2 separate regions of the Hordeum vulgare genome follow, and region 1 is linked to region 2. A link is a contact called in public Hi-C data. All regions are on one chromosome and are shown on one strand. The core of a region is the stretch at or near the end of the contact, and the rest is flanking DNA. Distances in the headings are between cores, read along the strand shown.

The links. Hi-C and Micro-C count contacts between places; a contact is called where the count stands out from the background.
Region 1: a Hi-C map of leaf shows a contact between it and region 2, with 4 times the contacts expected there. The contact joins the promoter of LOC123452125 here to the promoter of LOC123398243 in region 2. A contact is called at or near these places in 3 of 6 Hi-C or Micro-C datasets (leaf and seedling) and 1 of 1 datasets of contacts at active chromatin or transcription factors (embryo).

The regions. Positions count from the first base shown.
Region 1 is chr5H:522,206,607-522,213,036 of MorexV3_pseudomolecules_assembly, forward strand. LOC123452125 (vacuolar protein sorting-associated protein 2 homolog 2) reads left to right here and starts at 3,864. Exons shown (of 11, transcript XM_045128710.1): 1 at 3,864-4,061; 2 at 4,497-4,541; 3 at 4,668-4,702; 4 at 6,160-6,210; 5 at 6,299-6,403. The coding sequence starts at 4,028.
Region 2 is chr5H:522,031,269-522,037,216 of MorexV3_pseudomolecules_assembly, forward strand. It overlaps LOC123398243 (patatin-like protein 3), which reads left to right and starts at 3,690. Exons shown (of 1, transcript XM_045092735.1): 1 at 3,690-5,409. The coding sequence starts at 3,829. The coding sequence ends at 5,160.

The DNA.
Region 1 (6,430 bases), core at 2,614-5,113, 180 kb after region 2:
TCCTCCCCCCTTTTGGCTCGGCCGACTCCTTGGGGGTCCTTGGACCCCAAGGCAAGGCCCCCCTCCCTCCCACCTATATATACGGAGGTTTTAGGGCTGATTTGAGACGACTTTCTCACGGCTGCCCGACCACATACCTCCACGGTTTTTCCTCTAGATCGCGTTTCTGCGGAGCTCGGGCGGAGCCCTGCTGAGACAAGGTCATCACCAACCTCCGGAGCGCCGTCACGCTGCCGGAAAACTCTTCTACCTCTCCGTCTCTCTTGCTGGATCAAGAAGGCCGAGATCATCGTCGAGCTGTACGTGTGCTGAACGCGGAGGTGCCGTCCGTTCGGTACTAGATCCTGGGACTGATCGCGGGATTGTTCGCGGGGCGGATCGAGGGACGTGAGGACGTTCCACTACATCAACCGCGTTCTCTAACGCTTCTGCTGTACGATCTACAAGGGTATGTAGATCACTCATCCCCTCTCGTAGATGGACATCACCATGATAGGTCTTCGTGCGCGTAGGAAATTTTTTGTTTCCCATGCAACGTTCCCCAACAGTGTCCTCACCGAGTGACAGAAGGGGTAGCGAGGCACGCATTGTGTTGTTGCCATCAAGGGTAAAAAGATGGGGTTTATATCTATTTCATGAATTTATCCCTCTACATCATGTCATCTTGCTTAAGGCTTTACTCTGTTTGTTATGAACTCAATACACTAGATGCATGCTGGATAGCGGTCGATGTGTGGAGTAATAGTAGTAGATGCAGACAGTATCGGTCTACTTGTCTGTGACGTGATGCCTATATGTATTATCATTGCCTTAGATATCATCATGACTTTGCGCGATTCTATCAATTGCTCGATAGTAATTTGTTCACCCACCGTAATATTTTCTATCATGAGAGAAGCCTCTAGTGAACACTATGGCCCCCAGGTCTACTTCACTTCATATTTTCAGCACTACACTTTCACTTTGTTGCACTTTCCGCCTTTAGATCTCACCTTGCAATCAATCGTGAAGGGATTGACAACCCCTTTATAGCATTGGGTGCAAGTTTGTTTGTTTTTGCGCAGGTACTTTGGAGACTTGCCTTGATACTCCTACTGGATTGATACCTTGGTTCTCAAACTGAGAGAAATATTTACTGCTACTGTGTTGCATCACCCTTTCCTCTTCAAGGGAAAAACCAACGCAAGCTCTTGGGAAAGGTCGCGCTGGCCACGCGGGGCAGCGACGGGACTGGGCCGTCCTTGGCGATGTGGCTGGGCTCCGGCCTGTGGTGTCGAGGCTGGCAAGGCTTGGGCGCGGTCAACGCCTCGCTCCCGAGCGAGACGAGAAGCAGGGCGCCGACGGCGCTCGGTGTCAGCGGCGGGGTGACACGTTGGGCAACGGCAAGGCGCGGGGCACGCATATATGGTCTAGTGGGGATGGATTTGTCCGGAGGATGGCGATATGTGGCAGGGTGAGCTCTGGCAAGGCCATGGCTTCATGCGGGGGAGAGAGGTTAGAGAAGGGAGAGAAATAGAGAAGGAAGAAGGAGCATGTGTTGCGATGGGTCCAGCGTGGTTCGACGACAAAGGCGTGGCCTGGGCGCTCCGGCAAGGCTATGGTCGACGGGATCGGAGCGGCGGCTCAGGCACTTCACGGCGGTGGCTTCGACCATGGGCGACGACGGTTGCGGGCAACGACGGCTCGGCGCGTATCTCGAGGGCGCAAGCAGGGGCGGTCGGATCTCAGTTGTGTGGGCCGGCAGCGGATGGGGGCTGTGGGGCAACACGTGACCGCCTCTGGTTGGCCACAGGGACGACTGCGACGGCTGGGTGGTGCTGGCTGCGCCAAGTGGTGGCGGTGAATCTGCCAGCACGAAAAATGATGCGCGAGGGGGCGGCTGGGTAGAGGTAGGTGGAGGCTAGGGTTAGGCAGGCTAGGGGTAACTTCCTTATATAGGAGAGGGTAACTACAGAATCTCGTGCGCCTCTCATTGATGAACCCCTTTTTCCTTTATCTTCTAGGGTATTAGACCATTTTTGAGTCGTTCGATCGCAATCATACGACTCTAGTCATGGGGACATGGTAGGTTGGGCTAGATGGGCTCTTTAGAGTGGGTTGGGCTGAGAAGAGAGAAAACTTGTGGCCCATGACAGGGTTTTCATAAACTGAAAACATCTGACAATAAACCGGCTGGTGCCGCTATATGTTTAATGGTTCGGGTATCAAACGACCTCCGAATGTGATGAAACTTGGCAGGTAGTCTATCTACAATAAAGTAAGACCGCACGCGAACTTTCGTCCCATTCCGAAAAAAAATTATACACACTTTTAAAAACCATATTTTGAGATGTCGCGGGCGTGTGTGATTGATCTCGAAACGGTCGATGACGAGAACAGAGAGAACCGACAACTAATAACGGATGCAAGTTTTGAAAATTGATGCCAACGGAGTGCTGATGCAATGCGGATGATGCGCATGATGCGATGATGAATACGATAATCAAATAAATCACATGTTAATAACGAAATAAAAAAAATCTTCTGAAGCATCGATTTCGGGTTGTTACTGATCCACAAGGAGGAGACGCGCTTCGTTAACTCTTCTTCCACTTTCATGACTAAGCATCTGGTCGTAAAACTAGTTTCGTGATCTATCTACACAACATGTTTGGTTCGTGAGGTACAATTTTTCTTTTGCAATAGTGTAGTGTACACCCTAATAACAACACCCGAGCCCCTCCAACAACACTTATAGATGACAAACCATCTTTCAATTTATTTTACAATTCCCACTAGAGATCATGTGTGAACCGGTTCACAGAGAAGCCCTCAAATCATGGCAATGAATGTGTTACAAAAGTCATGGCAACGAATGCGAGGGAAGGGGGAGAGAGTTCGGGGTGTAATTGGTGACCCTATGAGCACCTTCGAAAGAGTGAGTGAACATATCATTTTGACATTTAAGAAATCATTGTAAACGCCCTATCATCGACGAAAACGTCTTCTCCTACTAAATGCACATCACAAAAAATCCTAAAACAAATTCAAAAATAATACGAGCACCAAGACCTGAACGCTAATAAGCTGAGATATCATTGTCCGTCTAACCATCCAACTACATGTTACTCCCTCCGTTCTTTAATATAAGACATTTTAAAGATTTCACTATAAACTAGATACAGAGCAAAATGAGTGAATCTACATCCTAAAATATGACTACATACATCCGTATGTAGTTCATAGTGAAATCTCTAAAATGTCTTATATTTAAGAACGGAGGGAGTAGTTCACAACGAAGAAAGGATTAACAAGGCACAAAAAGACCAGTGACATGTTTATATGTCTACTAGAGAACTAAAAAAGGCTAAGCCTGAAAGGATATCTCTCTCTCACTACAAACAGAATTCCTGAAGGAAAAAAGATAGGCGGCGACATTATTGCTTCCGAGAGCGGCATTTTACACTGCAATGATTTATTTCCATAGAAAGAATGAGTAGATCTCTCCCAGAGTGGAAGGGAATAAATTTCCGAAATCTTTTACCCGGGCATGATATCAGCAACAACCGTAAAATCAGCTTCCGTAAGAAAAGAAAAGAGAAAAGAAATAGGAGTAATAAATAAAAAAATGAAAAGGAAAGACCGGCAGACAGGGAGGAGTGGGGGCGTGCCCCAGGCGCTCCTCCCGTGCTGCGTGTCCATCCGCACGCCTGGCGCTGCCTACCCAGCCGAACTCACACGACTGATGAAGCGGACCCGCACCCCCTCCGGACCCACGCCTCATGGGAGAAGCCCGAACCGCACCGGTGTCCCTGGAACCAAGCATTCCGTTCAACGCTGCAACGGCTACTAAAAAGCCCAAATAGCCTGCGAACTGCCCGTTGGGCTCGGCGCCGTCACACCTCGCTCGCACAAAGACAGGACAGGGTCTCTCTCTCTCTCTCTACTCCGCTCTGTAGCACTCGCCATTTTCCGAAATCTGTTAGAGAGAGAGAGAGGGGGAGCTAGGTTTTCCCTGCGCTCGGGCGATCCAGCAGGAGCGGCCACCATGAACATCTTCAGGAAGAAGGTCGACCCCAAAGGTACGGCCCAGTTCCCTGGATTCGCGCCGCTGCCCCGGTTCAGATTGGGGGGGGGGGGGGGGGGGGGGGGGTTCGGCGATTCTAGTGGGGTTCTAACCTCGCCTCGATCCGCCCCCGCCCCCCCCCCCCCCCCCCTCTCGCCGCCCCGCCGATTTGGCCTGATCTGCGGCTCGGGCTTCGGTGACGCGGCTGTTTCTGCGATCCAAAGCGAGATCTTTCATGTGTTTTGGCCGCCTTCTTGGTCCGGGGGAAAAACTTTTCCGTAAGTAGGGTTTTAGGGTAACCTAGCGCCTGTGTGGATGGAGGATAAATCGAGAATCCCCTGGGTGTCGGAGTCGCTGAATTCATTCGTGGGTGTGCTGCAAATTGCGAATTAACTGACAGTGTGGAGTTTGGCGTCGCGGACTAATGGCCTGATGCTTTTGTCACCTTCAGAGGCTCTCAGGACGAGCAAGCGAGAGATGTCAGTCGCCACAAGAGGTGAGAATTTCACTGAATAAGATTACAACAGACAGCGATACTAGCTTAAGTAGCAGCTCTTGAAGAAAAATGTAGTTGGCAATGTGCTAATTTCTGACACCATTTCTCTCCTTTTGCATATTGTAGGAGTTGAGCGAGAGATTGGCTCCCTGCAAATGGAGGTATGTAGTAAGCGAAGGGCCTTTTCTTTTTCTTTCCACAAGGCAAACAAGGGGCAGATTTCACAAAGTTGCTTGGTTGGGTTGAATCCGCTGTTCTCACATTGTATGAGTAAACTGATTGATACAAACAATATGCTACTGTCTTTGAGCCCATGGGATTTTTTTTCCTTTTAGGAGTGTGATAGTAGTCCCACTGTCATACTGAACTAGAATAGAATGGATGTCAAGCTCCCACCATACAATAGAGGCAAGACAAGACTGACTCGGTTGAGATTAAGTAGCGCTGCCACTGTTGATATTATTCTATTATTATGCTTCTGGTGTGCAATGGACCAGACAGCGGGGGTTTGCTCCTGAGATGTTTTTGGATAGTACCAAAAATAACTTTTTTGGAAAATAGCTCACTATTATTTGTTTTTGGATCTTCGTTCAGGAATTAAAGCAACAAATTGCAAATCTGATCAGTGCCATATGCTGTTGATACTTCATTTTGGACCTTCTACTTAAATTTATGCCTTGGTTTTCTTCGATAAAATTGCATTAAATTATACCAAGTGAAAATTGTGCTAAAATATTCTTATTTTTGCAATTGAAATGCTTATACACACTTTTATTGAGTCTGTGAGGTGCCTCAAACTCCTAGAGGTCTTCATCCCCTCTTCTGCTACCATATCCTCATGCTATAGGAGTGGAAACCACAGCAGTTTACTCCAGAAAGGGCATGAAGCAGCAGCATCACTTTGATGATATACGAGATAGAGTTGGGGTAGCGCCAATTGAAGAGAAGCTTGTCCAACATCGTCTGAGATGGTTTGGGCATATTCAGCGCAGGCCTCCAGAAGCCCCAGAATATGCGCATGAAGCAGCATCATCACTTTGATGATATACAAGATAGAGTTGGGGTAGCGCCAATTGAAGAGAAGCTTGTCCAACATCGTCTGAGATGGTTTGGGCATATTCAGCGCAGGCCTCCAGAAGCCCCAGAATATGCGCATGAAGCAGCATCATCACTTTGATGATATATGAGATAGAGTTGGGGTAGCGCCAATTGAAGAGAAGCTTGTCCAACATCGTCTGAGATGGTTTGGGCATATTCAACGCAGGCCTCCAGAAGCCCCAATGCATAGCGGACGGCTAAAGCATGCTGATAATGTCAAGAGAGGTCGGGGTAGACCGAACTTGACATGGGAAGAGTCCGTAAAGAGAGATCTAAAGGATTGGAGCATCACCAAAGAACCAGCCATGGACAGGGGTGCGTGGAAGCTTGCTATCCATGTGCCAGAACCATGAGTTGGTCGCTAGATCTTATGGATTTCACCTCTAGCCTACCCCAACTTGTTTGGGACTAAAGGCTTTGTTGTTGTTGTTGTTGTATTATGGTAGTTCCACTTGCCACTCTGCAATGGCTTGTGTGTATTGTATTGTTTGGTTTCCTAACGCCGTAGTGGTACCATTAGGAGAAGAAGCTGGTTGCTGAGATCAAGAAGACTGCCAAGACTGGAAATGAGGTAAGTATGTAAAGATATTGAGTAAGATCCCTAATCCATAACAATTTTCTTATTGATATCTTACAATACGTGTTCTGTATTGCTATAGGCTGCAACCAAAATTCTAGCCCGGCAACTAGTCAGGCTTAGGCAACAAATCGTCAATTTACAAGGTACACGAGCGCAGATACGCGGAGTAGCTACTCACACACAGGTATGCCTAGCTTTCAGTTTGATTTAT
Region 2 (5,948 bases), core at 2,440-4,939:
CTGGCTACATGCTTGATACTTCTCATTCGTACTGACAGTTGTGGATACATCTCATATCATCAAGCTCCCTATACCGGAGTACGGAGTAGCAGTATAGCAGATATCATCATCATCATCAACTGAATTGGTGGGCTCTCTAGCAGATATCATCTATAACTGGACTTGGGCATCGCTGTATTGCTTCTCTTTCCTAGCTGAATATGCGATGCGAGATGTTTTCTGCACCTACCATGGAGCAAAGATATTTCTTTTTACTACACAATTCTCACGATAACCACAGTTTACTGAATATATTTGTCAAACACGAAGATGCCACATACACATAAAAAAAAAAGGGAAAGGGAACAAACATGCCTTACAAATGCAGATTGTCCGAAAGAGCGTAAACCGAGAAGAATATTGTGGACACGTTAGGCATGGCTAAAGTAAGTATACTCTTCTCGGCCGGCCGGTTTAGCTTTCCCGGCGGCGCCTCGGCCGGGCACTTTATGTAGCATGGGTGACAATGCCAGTTGGACTGGAGCTGGCTTTATCTTAGCTTAACGTCTGATATCTTTTCACGAAAACAAACGTCTGATATTCAGTTGCACCTGTGCGCCGTCTGTTGTTGTTTCTTTTCTCTCTCTCTGTGTGTGTACGTGTTGACGAGCTGAGGAAAGCTCGGAGGAAGGAGCGGAGCAACCACCGGGCGATGCGATATACCCGATTCCGGTGCGAGATCTCCATGTCCGAGCGGCGCCTAGCAGCCTCAACCACTCCCGGGTTTGTTAATTCGCATTGTATAGCTTTAACTAAGCCAGCTGCATGTGCATGCACCCCGAGTTTCAGCACACGGACAAGGAGGGCACCGTCGCCATCTCTGTCTTCGGTTGCTCAAGCCAAGCCGGCCGATCGATCGATCGATCGATCGACCAAACCAAGAAAAAAGAGCTTGTTTGGACTATCATAGGTGGCGTAACTAGCTAGGTCGCCGTGACAAGAATATCTAAACGTGATCATTTGTTTCGACCAGCCTTGCTGATTAGTGGCAACCAATCATGCGGATACATCGTAATCAAATTAAGGAATTTGCTAATGAGCGGCATGTACGTGGTTGTGATAGTGCGGCGATCGGCTATTAGTTTATTCAGCCTTCAGATTTCTCGATCCACGAGCATCAAATTGCAAAAACTCAATCATGCGATCATAATAATGGGCGTCGCTATTTGTAGGTTGCCTTTGAAAATAATATATATATATATATATATATATATATATATATATATATATATATATATATATATATATATATATATATATATATCAAATTATAGGGGTTTTCCTTCCCTACGCCTTGGCAGCCAGTGTAAACCCTCCCTCTAGGATTCGCTGGTGAGGCCATGGATTCGGCACCCCTCCCGTCTGCCGCTCCGACGACCGGTGATGAGGAGGGAAGTCTCGATGCCTCCGCGACGATTAGTAGTTTAGGTTCGTTTTTAAGTCCTCGTGGGTTTGGCGTTCGGATGGATAGCGACACTTCTTTAAGTTTGATGTTCGGCCTTCGATCTTCGTCAAGTTGGTCCACCTGGATGCAGTCGACACAGTTCTGGCGTAAATTCCTGCCGCCTCATTGGGGCGGTGTTGTTAGAGTTTCTTGTTGTGTGACGATATTTGGTTTCAGTTGCTTCTGATCTATTCAAGGATTCAACGACAACGACTGCGGCTCCACGGCGTTAGACCTTGGGGCACGTGGACGAAGAATTTCCGGCTGTCATCGATAAGGTCATGTTGTCTCCGGTAAGGGAGCGATGACAATGCGTGTCAGCGTCTCATTTGGGCAACAACATTGGTTGTTCGATGGCCACAGAATCTTGATGTGTTTTTCATTATTATGTTTAACGTGCTTTGTACTTTCGGTGAACTTCGATAATAGATCTTCATCATTTTCGCCAAAAAATTTGCCTACAAAAAGTTGTACCGGTCGAGTTTTCAAATGTAGAACTAAAATTTGCCAGGCGTATGTCTTCTTTCTCTCACCCGTCATCTTCCTCCTGGTGTCCCTTTGACGCTGTCTCGGCCGCCTGCCTTGTCGTCCCACCCTTCCCAAGTCTCTACCTTCCTTGAATTGTCGCTCCCGACCATCCAATAACCCCCTCCCCCCAACCCATCTTCTTTTTCTTCTTCAGCTATACTAGCTCAACCCACACCCCTAATCATCATCCCTGGCTCTAGGCTGCTCGAGGTTTCGGTGACGACCCCGCATTTTGATGTGGCTTGTTGTGGTGACCCGTCTTCACTCTCACGGATGCGCTCTGTAAATCGACTGATGCAAGTTGAGCTGACGCAACTTACCAATAGCAAACACATATAACAATTTCACACGCGCGGCGACGACGGGAATGGGAGAAGGCTAAACCTTCAACAAACCTTGAAAGCAGACCTAGCAAGAGAGCTTGGCCAAGTTTGAAACTTTCTACCTGTTCACTAAAATGTCATTTCTTTTCTCGTGGGAGAAGGATGGATTGCCAATGCCAACGATATGTTTGTAGCTGCGTTGGAGATACCATCTACTTCATCCGTTCGGAAATACTTTTTGAAGAAATTGATGTAAGGGAGTAGTTTGTAGGTTTTGCTGTATCTTGGCAAAATTGCATGCCATGATTCGGTACGGCTTTGGTTGTGCGTTTGTACGTACCGTACGTACGTATATGGTCCAGGGTCCCGGCCCCGGCCCGGAGAGACTTACTGTTACTGGGTTGGTCAGGGGTAACACGTCGCTGGAAGCAGTCATGTCGGCAAGTACGCTGTCGCCGGCCGACGCATTAACGAAGCCAGCCAGACCGATCGTAGATCTGCGGGCGCTGCGTTTCATCACATCCCGCATTTCTCCTATAGATCGAATCTACCGCCACTTGCTCCGGTCGACCGAATCCAAGTGAAAGCCAGCAAGCTCAGCTCGTACTCGCAGTGCTGCCACATGAACACCACCACGTGCGTCCGAATCTACCACGTACCGCTACCACGAGCACAGGGTACTGAAGAACTACTGCCGCCTGCTTAGCTGGAGCGATCTACTCGTACTTGCTGTGATGAAGCCTGACTGTACGGCACGTACTTCGCACCTGCACAGTGGCTTACACCCCTCACGTGTGCAAAAGAAACCACGTCGACGTAGACAAGCCGCGGTGGCGCTCCCAGATCCAGCGCCGACGCTCCGCCGTGCCGCCATTAACTGTGCCGGCCTGTACGACCGTACTTGCGCCACGGACTCTCCCCTTCCCATCGGGGGCCTCCGGCTGACTCGCGGGGCCCCTCCGACGTGGCACTCGCCGGATCGCGCTCTTGATCCCGTCGGTGAGCGGGGCCAATCACGAGCTGCCTGTCGGGCCCGCCGGACAGCCGCAGAGCGGGGCCGGTCCACGCCCCGCACGCGCGCGGTGTCCGCGGGGAAGCTTCCCGCCCGCCTCGTGCCGCGCCGGGATCGCGGCCGACGGACAGCGACGGACGCTTCCTGTTCGTGCAGGCCGACTCCACGCGGTCGCATCCCTGCCGTCCATCGCGGGACCGACGGCCCCGGCGCGTCCGTACCAGGCTGTCGGGCTCGCGCTTCCCTCCTCCGCGCGCCATGTTCCTACGCGTGGCTCCCTCCCTCCTCTGCCCCCGCCCGCGCGTATATATGACCTCGACCTTGACTCACTCGACAGCATCGCACTCGCACCACTATCAACATCCATTGCAACATCCATTGCAAACTGAGCTAGCTCCTGTGCAGGCAAGGCAGAGCGCACGGTACGACGTGCCAGGTACAGGTAGTACGTGCAAGTGCAAGTTCCGTGCTTCGCGGCTGAGATGGAAGCCATGGCGTCGCCGGTCCCCATGGACGTCGACAAGCTCAGCTACGAGATCTTCGCCTTGCTGGAGAGCAAGTTCCTGTTCGGCGCCGGAGGGGCCGGCTGCCTGTCCGGCCCGGGCACGCCGTTCCGAGGCGCCAGCGACGGCCGCGTGCGCGTGCTGGCCGTCGACGGCTGCGGGGCCGGCGCGGGGGACGCGCTCCTCGCCGCGGCCGCGCTCGCCAGGCTCGAGGCCGGCCTGCGCCAGCGCGCCGGCGACCCCGACGCCCGCGTTGCCGACTTCTTCGACGTGGCTGCTGGAGCTGGCGCGGGCGGCGTGCTCGCGGCCATGCTGTTCCTGAAGGGAGCCGATGGGCGGCCGCGGTACACGGCCGAGGAGGCGCTGGCCTTCGTCGCCGGGAGCGTCGGGAAGGACTGGGGCGGCCGGCGCCGTGGGTGGACCAAGCTGTTCCGCGGCGGGGCGAGGAAGGCTGAGCGGTCCTTCCGGCGGGTGTTCGGCGACGCCACGCTCAGGGACACCGTGGCCCCGGTGCTCGTGCCCTGCTACGATCTCGCCACGGGTGCGCCGTTCATGTTCTCGCGCGCCGACGCCGTCGAGAGCGACAGCTTCGACTTCCGCCTCGCCGACGTCTGCGCGGCCACCTGCGCCGCCAGCGGTGCGGCCGCGGCCGTCAGGTCGGTCGACGGGCGCACGGCCATCGCCGCCGCGTCCGGCGCCGTGGCTGCCATGGGCAATCCGGCTTCCGCAGCGATCACGCACGTCCTCCACAACAAGCAGGAGTTCCCCCTCGCCGTCAGCATGGACGACATCCTCGTCCTGTCCATCGGCACCGGCGCGTCGTCCTCTGCCGCCACCTGCGGCCACGGGTGGAGCACGCCGATGCCCACGCGCTCGCCGTCGCGAGACGAGCTGGCGCGCGTCACCGCCCAGGGAGTCGCGGACATGGTCGACGAGGCCGTCGCCATGGCATTCGGGCACGCGAGCGACAGCAACTACGTCCGCCTGCAGGCTAGCAGCGCACTCGATTCTCCGTGCACGCAGACGGCCGGCGCGGCGGCCGGAGCAATGCTCTCGCAGCGGAACGTGGAGTCCGTGCTGTTCCGGGGACGGAGGCTGTCGGACAGGACGAACGCCGAGAAGGTCGATGCCCTGGCGGCGGAGCTGGTGAAGGAGCAGGAGCGGCGGATGCGCAGCCCACTCCCGAACGTGGTCATCAAGCAGGTGGCCTCGCCGCGGCTGTCGTCGGCAACCACCGCCTCGTCGGTCACCGCGACGGTGAGGACGGCGTCAACGATGCCGTCGCCGGCGTCGTGGGATTCTCGCCAGTAACTAAGTTGTTGGTAGGCCCTTTCGACGTGACAGGGAACTCGTGTACGTTCGGATGACGCTGAGGCAGCGCTAACACAGCGAGCGCGTGTTCTTTTGTTCTTTCCACTTGCGAGACACTGACGTGTGGGGTTCGTGCTTGAAAATGTGATTTGGTTATGCAAATTAGCCGAGTTTGGACGCCCAATGGAGGAATTGAATGTCTGAGAGCCTGAGATCACAAGGAAACGAAGGTGGGTGATCATGTGCCAATGGCATTGTTAAAATAATACTTTCTTCGTTTAAAAATAATTATCGGAGACGGAGAGATGGATGAGAATATACCCTAAATTACTTTCTCCACAAATGAAGAAAAAAAAGATCTATATGAAACTAAAATTTGTCTACCATCGTCATCGTCTCAAAATACTTATCGATAAATGAATGGAAGTATTCCCTAAGTACTCCCTCCGTTCCTAAATATAAGTCTTTGTAGAGATTTCACTAGTGTATATAAACATATTTTATACTATATATTTAATCATTTTGATCCGTATGTAGACCCTTAGTAAAATCGTTTAAAAGATTTATATTTAGGAACGGAGGGAGTACGAAATTACTCTCGCACACAAAAAAATACTGACAAATAATTCCGAATGAAGGAGTACAATACGAAATTGTTTTGCTTAATTGGGAATGGCGTTCTCTGCTGGGAGTGAACTCCGACTCGCACTCGGTGAGACCTATCGAGGCCAAAACGGATGCCCTCTTTTCCGTGCTACAATACCGCATCGACACCACTTCTTCGAGTG